2 separate regions of the Mus musculus genome follow, and region 2 is linked to region 1. Evidence: chromatin contacts called from public HiChIP or PLAC-seq data. All regions are on one chromosome and are shown on one strand. Each heading gives the region's core, a stretch centred on a gene start, on an enhancer-like site or on the middle of the called end of the contact. The rest is flanking DNA. Distances are from core to core; before and after follow the strand shown. Region 1 holds the start of Gm29684 (predicted gene, 29684). Region 2 overlaps Cradd (CASP2 and RIPK1 domain containing adaptor with death domain).

What was found. HiChIP or PLAC-seq counts read pairs in DNA pulled down with a chosen protein or histone mark.
Region 2: a BATF HiChIP or PLAC-seq map of CD8 T cells shows a contact between it and region 1, with 8 read pairs. The contact joins two enhancer-like sites. A contact is called at or near these places in 8 of 484 Hi-C or Micro-C datasets (cardiomyocytes, granulosa cells, liver and 1 more) and 9 of 115 datasets of contacts at active chromatin or transcription factors (the 230-238 cell line, CD8 T cells, cardiomyocytes and 5 more).

What each region holds. Positions count from the first base shown.
Region 1 is chr10:95,141,720-95,146,512 of GRCm38.p6, forward strand. Gm29684 (predicted gene, 29684) reads right to left here and starts at 4,106. Exons shown (of 4, transcript NR_131146.1): 1 at 3,996-4,106; 2 at 3,286-3,330. Within about 2 kb of position 1,257, at least 30 of the 459 cell types and tissues checked have an H3K27ac peak or open chromatin away from gene starts, as enhancers often do. A contact at or near this core is called in CD8 T cells, where this site is marked.
Region 2 is chr10:95,298,222-95,303,260 of GRCm38.p6, forward strand. All of the region lies in intron 2 of Cradd (CASP2 and RIPK1 domain containing adaptor with death domain), which reads right to left. Among named protein-coding and RNA genes, the nearest start is that of Cradd, 23 kb to the right of the region's middle. Within about 2 kb of position 2,265, at least 57 of the 459 cell types and tissues checked have an H3K27ac peak or open chromatin away from gene starts, as enhancers often do. A contact at or near this core is called in CD8 T cells, where this site is marked.

The DNA of each region.
Region 1 (4,793 bases), core at 7-2,506:
CCCTGTGCAGACATCATTTCCCAGATCCTTCATATCCTCCACAGAGACTCTCCTCCCCATCTCTCTCTCCTCAGTGCTCTATTTCTCTCACTCTGCCTGTCTCTGCTTCTTTCCAGTCTCTCTCTCTTTTTCCCTCTCTCTCAATACCCTTCTCCTTCCTCCTTGATTGCCTGAAATGTTTTTCTATTAACTTTTTTTCTTTATGTTTCCCATCATAACTTAATAAGTAGCCCACTCTTCCTCCCCAAATGGATGGCCAGATTTAACAAAACAAACAATGCCCAGTTCATCTGAGTTTGGACTAAATGGCAAATATTTGGGACATGCGTCAAAAAGCAATTTCTTGTTTATCTAAAACAAGTCTAATTTCAGTATCTGGCACTGTGATCCCCAGCTCATGGTGGCTCTGTGTAGGCATCAAATGTTTTCTTGTAGCCCTTCAAGATAAAATGCTCTATGATAAACTTTATAATTCTCTCACAATTCAAAAGATAGGATTGAAAAAAAAATAGGATTGAACAATATTTCCTGAATGTTCCAGAGAGTTTGGGGTCTCTTGTTCATGCAGGACACCCATGCCTGGGTCTGTAGGAGCTCTTTGAGTCCAACCACACCACATGTGCCCTTCCTGAACCAAAGGTCAAGGGAGGTTCCAGGTTAGCCAAATGCCAACAGACACATCAGGCCTCCCTGAAAGAAAAGGTTGATTTGCATATAGTAGGAGTGAGTCAATTAAATTGTAAGCTTTTTCTTTCATTTTTGCTATATATTTGATATATTCTCAGAATGACTGGAAGATGGGGGCTTTAAAGAAAGAACCCCCTTTCTGGAGCTCCTTTGGGTGTCCTTAGGGGTGAAATTTATAAGAGAAGGTGTGTAGGTGTTCACTGCCAGGCGATGTGAATTCTCACTGCTGACAAGAGCTTGTCATCTAACCTGTCACCTTCCTGCCTGTTGATATTTTTATGCGTGTGAAGGGCACCAAGCTGTCTGAAGGAAGCTGGACCTGGAGCCTCTGCAGGCCATCTCAACGTCCCTTTCCACCCTGAGTGACTCCAGCAACTGATGGAAGTTCCACAAGCAGCCCAAAAGAACAGATGCCCCATTCTCAAGGTCCTAAGGAAGGCTGCCTCCAGGAGCTGCCATTTCTGGTCCAGGCCAGGCTTTCTGCTCTGCCGGCTGGAGGACAGCCATCCTTATTGAGTGTATTTCCAAGAAAGCAGTTGACAGGCTCCTGGTGCTATTCCTGGAAATGTTCAATAGGCCATCCTCTGGCAGGGCCTGCTGCTGACGGATGGGTCTGAAGGGGTACCTCGTGCTCAGCCATCTATGTCGGGTCTATTTCCAGGTGCCTCTGAGCACTCCCATCTCCATATACCACGGGCTGTCAGCTGACTGGGGCTGTAGGCCTCTGCATAACTGCTTCCTCCCTGGCAGGACAGTTGCCAGGTGGCTTGCTGCTAAATGGAGACAGGCGCCCTGTGACTATAAATTATAAAACACCAGGTCCAGACGATGTGCTTGCTGTGTGTCCCCATAGTCAACTCCACGGGGGACCCTTGACCACAGCCAGAGGGCATTTCCTACAGCAGCTTTGACTCTCTCACAGCAGCCGTTGGAGAGAGGCCAAGCCTGCTGCAAGGCAGCCTGATTCTTAGCAATCCTCAAAGCTGAGAGTTTCCACTCGATTTCCTGGCATGGTGTGGACCGAGGTTTCTCAGGGTCAGCACTACATGCATTTTCAACAATCCATTTGTGTGTTGGGGGTCATATGTAAGCATCCCTAGTCTACTTCTACTAACATGCTGGCAGCATGTTCCTACTGGCAGAAAAACACAAAGAAAAAAAGACTAACCTGAACTACCTGGAAGGTGCAGGCTGAAGAGCAGGTCTCTGATGACAGGGCTGAGAGGATACTGGGGACTGTGCTTCAAGCACTGTCCTTCACTGCATAAGCTATGCTCCTTCTGACAATCCATGTTTGCTTTTGGAGACAGGACACAGACAGACAGACAGACAGACAGACAGACACACACACACACACACACACACACACCAGATGTTGCAGAATGTCCTCTTAGAAGGCAAAATTGCCCTTCATTGAAAAATCACTATCTAGAGTCAAGGAGCAGGGCCCCTGGGTGATGCCAGAGAGGGGGCTGCACTTCGGAGGGATGTTTAGTCTACAGACAAAGAAAGGAAAGCAGCTGAGGCTTCTGCAGAGCTTAAATTGAAGCGTGGGGCTCCCCTGAAAGAAAAAGCCAGGCTGGCTATTTATAAAGCTCCCTGACTCTTAAGTGAAAACAAAGATATACTTTAGACAGCTTTCTCCCCCTCTTCTCTGCTTTTATTGTGACTTTGAACAAGAATAATGGCTCTCTGTCCACCTGAAGAAAGAGAACAAAATCCCCACCCCCACCCCCGTCTTTCTTCAAAAAGGCTTTGGGAGGCTTTTGGTTGCTTTAGTAGTTGTTTTGGTCATCTTGTCATAACCACTTGCACCCACACTCCCCATCCCCATCCCGCCCTCCCCATACACGCCCCCCCAACCACCCCCCCCCACCATCATCTTAGGAATTATCTTTTCCTGACCAAAGTAGTGAGAGAGGACAGTAGGGGTGGGACCGTAGATAGAATCTCCTTGATTTTTCTTCACAAAATTCATAGGCTTTTCTTTATACTTAGAAACTGGCTGGGAAATACCCCTTGCCTATATAGGAAGCCACTGTTGCTTTAAAAAATGACCTTGCTGTTATATAATTCACAGCTGGCTTCTCCACTCCAGCTTTCAAGGAACTGTAAAGAAATCTTTAAAGATCTGGTTCTACTGGGCAGAAATCACAAAGGAAAAAAGGGAGTAACCTGAACTCCGCAGAGCGTACAGGATGAAGAAAACAAGGCTGCGTGGGTCCTGGGGACAGCTTCAAGCCCTCTCCTTCACAGCACAGCCTGTGCCTAGGAGGACGCAAGGCCACATTTGCTTTTGGAAACAGGGCACTGTGATTAATCAAAGAAAACAAAACCAGCTTCATTTCCCATAACAGGTCCACGGAGGGCTTTTCTAAGAAAAACCTTGATCAAAATGTTCCTTCTGTTTCCCTAAAGGCTGATGAGGGGGGATCCATGGAAGTTAGGTCCTGAAGAGTCCCCTTCCCAGAAAAGAGCTTCGTTATGCTAATTCACTCAAAGCAGTAGGGCAAGAGCCAGTCTACTGTAGCATCATTGACCCCTCTGGCAAAAAAGCAAGCAAGGGTGTCTTGTCCCTGTACCCACTTGGGTACTCACCTGTTCTCTCTGGGCCATTCTGATCAGTCAGGCTTCCTGGAAGACCTGGGGGAACAGAACAGTGAGCACAAGAGTCAGAGAAGGCAGGCAGCTGGGAGCACTGTGGCCAGCTTGCACAGGCTGGCCTCTCAGTAGTTTCTTGCTGTAGGGCCGGTAGAGTGAGACAAAGAGACAAAGGAGATACAGCCTGGGGTGCCAAATCAATTCAGGAATCAAATAATATTTTAATGTAAATCATTTAAGTAAAACTTAGTTTCTAAAATCCATGGTGAACAAAATCTCTAACATTCAAAGTATCAGCATGGGTACATTCACAGCCGTTGGCTTGTGCCATCAGAAAGTCCCCACAAGGCAGGTCAGTGAAATGGGTACACCAAAAAGGCCGTAGATTTTGAGACTGAAAAGTAGACTGCCCCATCAGCTTCTGCCTTATATTAGGATGAGTTGGTTAATTTTGATTGGGTCATACTCCGAAGCCCCAGAGCAGAGATACTTCAGGGAAACCAGCTTCTCCTCTGAGGCAGAGCTCCTTTGAATGGCTTCCCTGTGCCTTTTGCGGCAGAACAAAGAGGAAAGGCTGTCTGTGAACTGGGAGGGCTGCTACTGACAGACATCCCCTGGAAAGCAGCCTGTGCATTTCCTTAGCAAAGAAGAGGAGGCGGAAGTGCCAAGAACTTAAGAAAATAAATATTCTAGAAATAATTCCTGACCGTCTTTGGAATGTGTTCTTCCTCCCTTGGTAGATTGGTTTCTTAACAGTATCCCCTGGTAGATACTGTTCCCTTTGGCTATAGAAGCTGGTCTGCGTTCCGCAAGCACCCACCTGCTCTAGGGGGAGTGACTGCTGCCCCTCTGGCAGCTGGGAGAGGCGGCAGGGAGGGTGGACTGGTTTCCTGCTACAGGGTTAACCCCTTAGGCCAGAACTCGAGAACTGGGATCGAGGGCACAGACTTGACAGGATACCAAACCTCAGGAATCAGGATAACTGATGTTATTATAATCCAGAGCTTTAAAAAAGAGAAGTACCAGAGAGACCGGAGATGAACAGAATACGGGTTTTAAAATAAAGACAATATCTGTGCCAGAGATTCTTCTAGAACAGCTGGGAAGTGATACAATCAGAGGCCTTTGTGTTGTTCTGTTTCAATATTTTTTTTAACATTTATTTACTCTGTGTGTGTGTGTGTGTGTGAGAGAGAGAGAGAGAGAGACAGAGAGACAGAGAGACAGAGAGACAGAGACAGAGACAGAGAGATTTTAAGTACTTACAAACATTTTTAAAATTGGGAGATTCTGATAAAAAAAATAATCTACATTTAAACTAATCTTTAAAAACTCGAATATGAGTCTCACCGTGAGAAATGTGTTTAGTAATTGATTAGAGGGATTATCTATTTTCTCTCTCTATTTGTTGTATCTGGCAACTAAACCCAGCAGTAATAATCATTCCCACTTGCTGATAACGCATTCAATCTTAGCAAAGTTCAAGGCTTTCAGCATTTACGCCT
Region 2 (5,039 bases), core at 1,015-3,514, 160 kb after region 1:
ACACGCCACTTAGGACAGAGAGGGCTCCCTGGGGCAGTGGGCACTGCCACTGAGGACAGAGAAGGCTCCCCGGGACAGTGAAGACTGCCACTGAGGACAGAGAGGGCTCCCTGGGGCAGCAGGCACTGCTACTGAGGACAGGTGTAGCAATGGAAGAAGACGGGATGTGTCCATCTGAGGTTTGGGGCGACAACAATTCAGTGACTGGCAGGGCATGCTCTGCTGAAAAGCAGCAGCTATGAGGGATTTAGGGAAGGGAAAAGGGGAATCAAGAGTCTTGCTTGGCTTAGCGCCTCCATTCAGAGATGAGGGAGGGATGCTCTGAGCATGTTTGTGATGTGATCGAAACAGCACAGCTGGATGGCTAGAGAAATGGAATTAGAACCTGACTCTCTACTTCCTGATCCAGAAACCTTCACTAAAAAAAAAAAAAAAAAAAAAAAAAAAAAACGTTAAAGCAAGACTTCCCTTCCAGTGACGTCACTTCCAGTGTGGTCTCCTTATTCACATGAGCAATTCCAACTAATTTCATGACAAACGACCATGTTACAAATCAAGGGGACTTGAAAGATGAAGGTGCACAGAATGACACACAGAGATGCACACACACACACATATACGTACACTGGATCCTAGTGACATCTCTTGCCATGCTGCACCAAATCAGTTTCCAGCTTAGTGAACAATGCACCGTGGTCACTGATGGTGTTACCCTTGGGAAGCTGAGCAGAGTACTGGGAACTCTGCATTACTGCTTCCTGTCTTAATCACTTAAGAGTAACAACAGGGGGCGCGGAGAGATGGCTCAGTGGTTGCAAGCACTTGTTGCTCTCTCAGGGGACCTGGGCTCTGTTCCCAGCACTCAGATGGTGGCCCATAACCGTCCCTCACTCCAGGTCCAGGAGATGTGACACCCTCTTCTAAATTCCTCGGGCACGGGGCAGACACGTGGTGCGCATACATAACGTCAGGGAAAACACTCATATACTGGAAATAAAAGCAACTCTAAAAACAACAAAGCACCACCAGCATCAAGACACCCTGCCGTGGATAGTTACCGCTCCCCGAAACCCCTGTGTGGCCCACACAGACCTGCAGAACCAACAGAAATCAGTCAAAACTGGAGCCTAGAGCAACTACTTCTATTACACCGCAAGTTTTATTCAAATGATCTCTACAAGAAGCATTTGTAAAAAGGGAACCTACTTGGCACCTGTTTTCTTTAATGAACAAATGAGAAACAGCCTTCTGGCCCTTTTTGAAGGTAATCCCCATCTTTGGCTAGACCCTGTCTCTCCCACCCTCAAGATCACAGCATACAGACAGCCATCTGAGAGCCAAGTCCTGTATTTGGCTGGTTCTGAGAGTCAGTCTGAGGTGTGAAATGCGGTTCAGGATGATGAAGAAAGAGGTCTACCCTCTCGATCCCTGAGTGAGTAAAACAAAAACGACATAAATGACTTAAGCCACTTGTGAAATGGATCAGAGCGTGACTGTCACAAAAGGTGGGCTCTGTGTAATGGAATGAGGACCGCTGCTCTCAACAGTCTGCAGAGCAGATGGTACTAAAAAGCAGGCGGCTGTGCCCCCTTGGAAGGTCACCACAGGTCAGAAAGGTGCGCTTACTTAGAGAGCTGTTTCCACTAGCAAGGGAGGCAACAGAAAGCCCGGGGGAGCAGGCGAGGGTGGAGAGACCTGGTGAGCACTGCTCTATGAAACCCAATTCCCAGAAGACTAGCCAGAAGAGTCAAAGAAGAACAGGGGGAGTGGAGTGAGGGAGATGGCTCTGTGGTTGCAAGCACTCTTCGCAGGAAACCTCTACAAAGAGCACTGCGGAACTTGAGCCAAGCGCTCACAGCCTGGGATACAGAACCTGCAGTTTCCAGAGCCTGTCGATCAGTGCCAGGCCCAGCAGCAGCAGCCTAGAACCCACACTTTGCTTGTCCTTTCTCTGTTAAGGTGGGGAACAAAACAGAAGTCTCCATGCCACCCTAGATCTGAAGCAATCCAGTAGATGTGGGGCGGCTGACAAAGATGGGAATTGGGGGTGATGCTGCCCTCACAGTCTAAGCCAGAGTCCTTAACTTCAGCCCTCACCCTAGCCCTACAGAGTCCATGTAAAAAAATCTCCCTACTGACTCATGTGTCTGATCATGTGGTTCCCAGTTAGTGTTGGCATTTGGGGAAATTGTAAGACCTTTATTTAGGTGGAATTTCACTAGAGGAAGTGAAGTTCTGGGGGTTGTATCATGAACCTTTTCTGGACCAGTCTGGACCAGTGTCTTCTACTTACTGACTACTGGTGGTCAATCTAAGCCCCATGAGACTCTCTGATACTACTGCCGTGAGCCATTTCTGTGGCTTGCCTTTCCCGCCATTGTTGACCATGTTCCCTCCCTCAGACTGTGAGTCATAAAACTTCTTCAAGTTTAAGTTCCCATACACGGTTCTGTGACGGCTGTGACTTCCGCAGAGGGCCTGGCAACCGATGGTGAGGAGTTATTAGGGGGGTTACAGACGATTACAGGTAACTATGACAAAAGATGGTTAAAATAGTACTACAAAAATCTAGGGAGAATCAAGGGAGGGAAAACCCACTCCAAATTCAATAGAATATTAAAAGGCTTTGAGAAAAGATTATATTGGGACCTGAAAATGAAGGTGCTTCTTGTTGTTGTTGTTGTTGTTGTTGGAGTTTGGGGATTTTGTTTCATTTTGTTTCTTTGGTTGATTTTTGTTTGTTTGTTTTTGAGAGACAGAGACTGGAAACTAAAGAGAAAAGGAAAAGGAAACAGAAAAGGGAGGGATGAAAGGAAGGAGGGAGGGAGAGAGGGAGGGAAAGAGGGAGGGAGGGAGGGAGGGAGGGAGGGAGGGAGGGAGGGAGGGAGGGAGGTAGTAACTGCACGTGAAAAGACATGGTGTTGTTACATCAGAAAGAAAAAGCTGATAAATGTCTCTCTTCCAAAACAGCCCTGCTGGGCTCGACTGGGGAACTGGATCATCAACACGGGAAGCTAGGGCCTTCAAAGCCACTAGAAAGTGTGGTTACCATTCCCAAAAGACCAAGGCACTGGGGTTTGATTAAACAGCTGCTCTCCTTGGGGTACAGGGAGTATCACTCCCCCTTTCTGCTGTCTTCTCTCTTGTCTCCTCTCTCTTCTAGAATGACTCCAGAGGCAACATAGGACCATGAGAACAGAAGTCATGTCGTAAAGACGGCAAAGTCCATGAACAGGAGCCTGGGGACAACAGACTCTGTGTGTGTATGTGTGTGTGTGTGTGCGTGTGTGTGTGTGTGTGTGTGTGTGTGTGTGTGTGTGTACTGTGTGTAGAACTCACTAGCGCTTTGTTTTCCTTTGCCTCTTGTTTTGTTTTCTCTCCCAGACAGAGTCTCATTATCTCACTCTGCCTGACCTAGAACTTGCTATGTAGACCAGGCTGGCCTTGAACTCACAGGGATTCTATCTGCCTTTGCCTCTGGAGTCATAGGGCTAAAGGTAGAAGCCGTGACACCTGTCTCACTGTTATTTCTTTGTAGCCCTCTCTGTAAGCTGTTTGGAAATTTACATCCAGGGGCTAGAGATGTGGCTCAGTGCTATGGCATCTGTGAGACTCTGGGTTCAATCCCCAGCACCATAAAAAAAAAAAAAAAAAGGAAAGGAAAGACACTAATCCACAAATTCCCAGGCCTCTTTCCACATAGCAACCTCTTGAAGGAGAAAGGCTCTCGCTCCATTCAGTTTCTGATGTCATCTTTTTGATGCCTTTTAGAGCCCACAGCACTGTCCATGTTAACCAGTCCATAGGAAGCAGAGAACCCAACTCAGGTGCACCTCAAAATAAAAGGCAAAACCCGCACAATGACCAGCTCGGGTTGCAGAAGAGATGCTCAACTTTGCTTAGGATCACTTGTTAGGACTTCTTGAGATTTGGTAATTAATGGTTTCCTTCCAAAGAGATGAGAACAAAGCCAAGATGGACGGTTGGGTGGGAATGTATAAAGTACCCGATGGACAGGAACAAAAAGCAAGGCTTCATGGGGCAGACCTTGCATAACTCTTTGTGTGGTTAGTACTTAAACCCCAATGTTACCTCACAGCCCAGTACTTCAAGACCTGGAGACTAAACTGGGTGCACCCTGAAACCAGATCCTCGTGTGAGTGAGCAGAGCACAAAGGCACTATCAGTTAGCGTTACCCAATGCTCTCTCTCCTCTTCTGCACGCAAGAGAAAAGAAAGAAAAGGCTCAATGGGTCTGGTATGACAAATCTCCTCTGGCGAAACCCAGTTCAAAAGAAGTGGCAGAGATAATGACGGGCTCCACAGGGACTGTTTACCTCAGGAAAGTCCCTCTAGGCTTTCCTCCCAAACAATTAACTCTGAGCACCTGCTCTAACCCAGCACTGAGACTCCAGCAGAGGAGTCACAGGCTTCCTGGCTTTTCTCACTGGAGCATTTGGAATTGTGTGGCCCCAAGAGCTCTGTTGCAGCTGCTTAACTCCACTGCTGTGGTGTGAGGGCAGCCAGAGACAGCATGTTAACAAATAGAGCATTGCATGTTCCAGTAAAACTTTACTTCTGCACGCTGGGTTTGAACTGCCATGACAAACTGTTTTCCGTCTTTTTGGCCACTTAAAATTGGACTTGGAGGTGCAGCTCGGTCGCAGAGATTTTGGCTAGCGTGTGCAAAGCCTGGGTTTGTTCCTCTGCACCTTCACGAAAGAAAAAAAAAAAAGGAAGTATAAACCATTCTTAGAAGTCAGGTTACAAGTACACAGCTGTAACCTCAGCACTCAGGAGGCTGAAACAGGCAGATCATGAATGGGAAGCCAGCCTCTGCCACAGAGTGAAAGTATCAGACACACACATATATACATGGACACACACACATATACACATACATATACACACATACATATACACACTTACAACATACATAACACACACATATACAACACACACATATACAACACATACAACACACATATATATACATATACACTTATACAACACACAAACATACACAATACACATATATA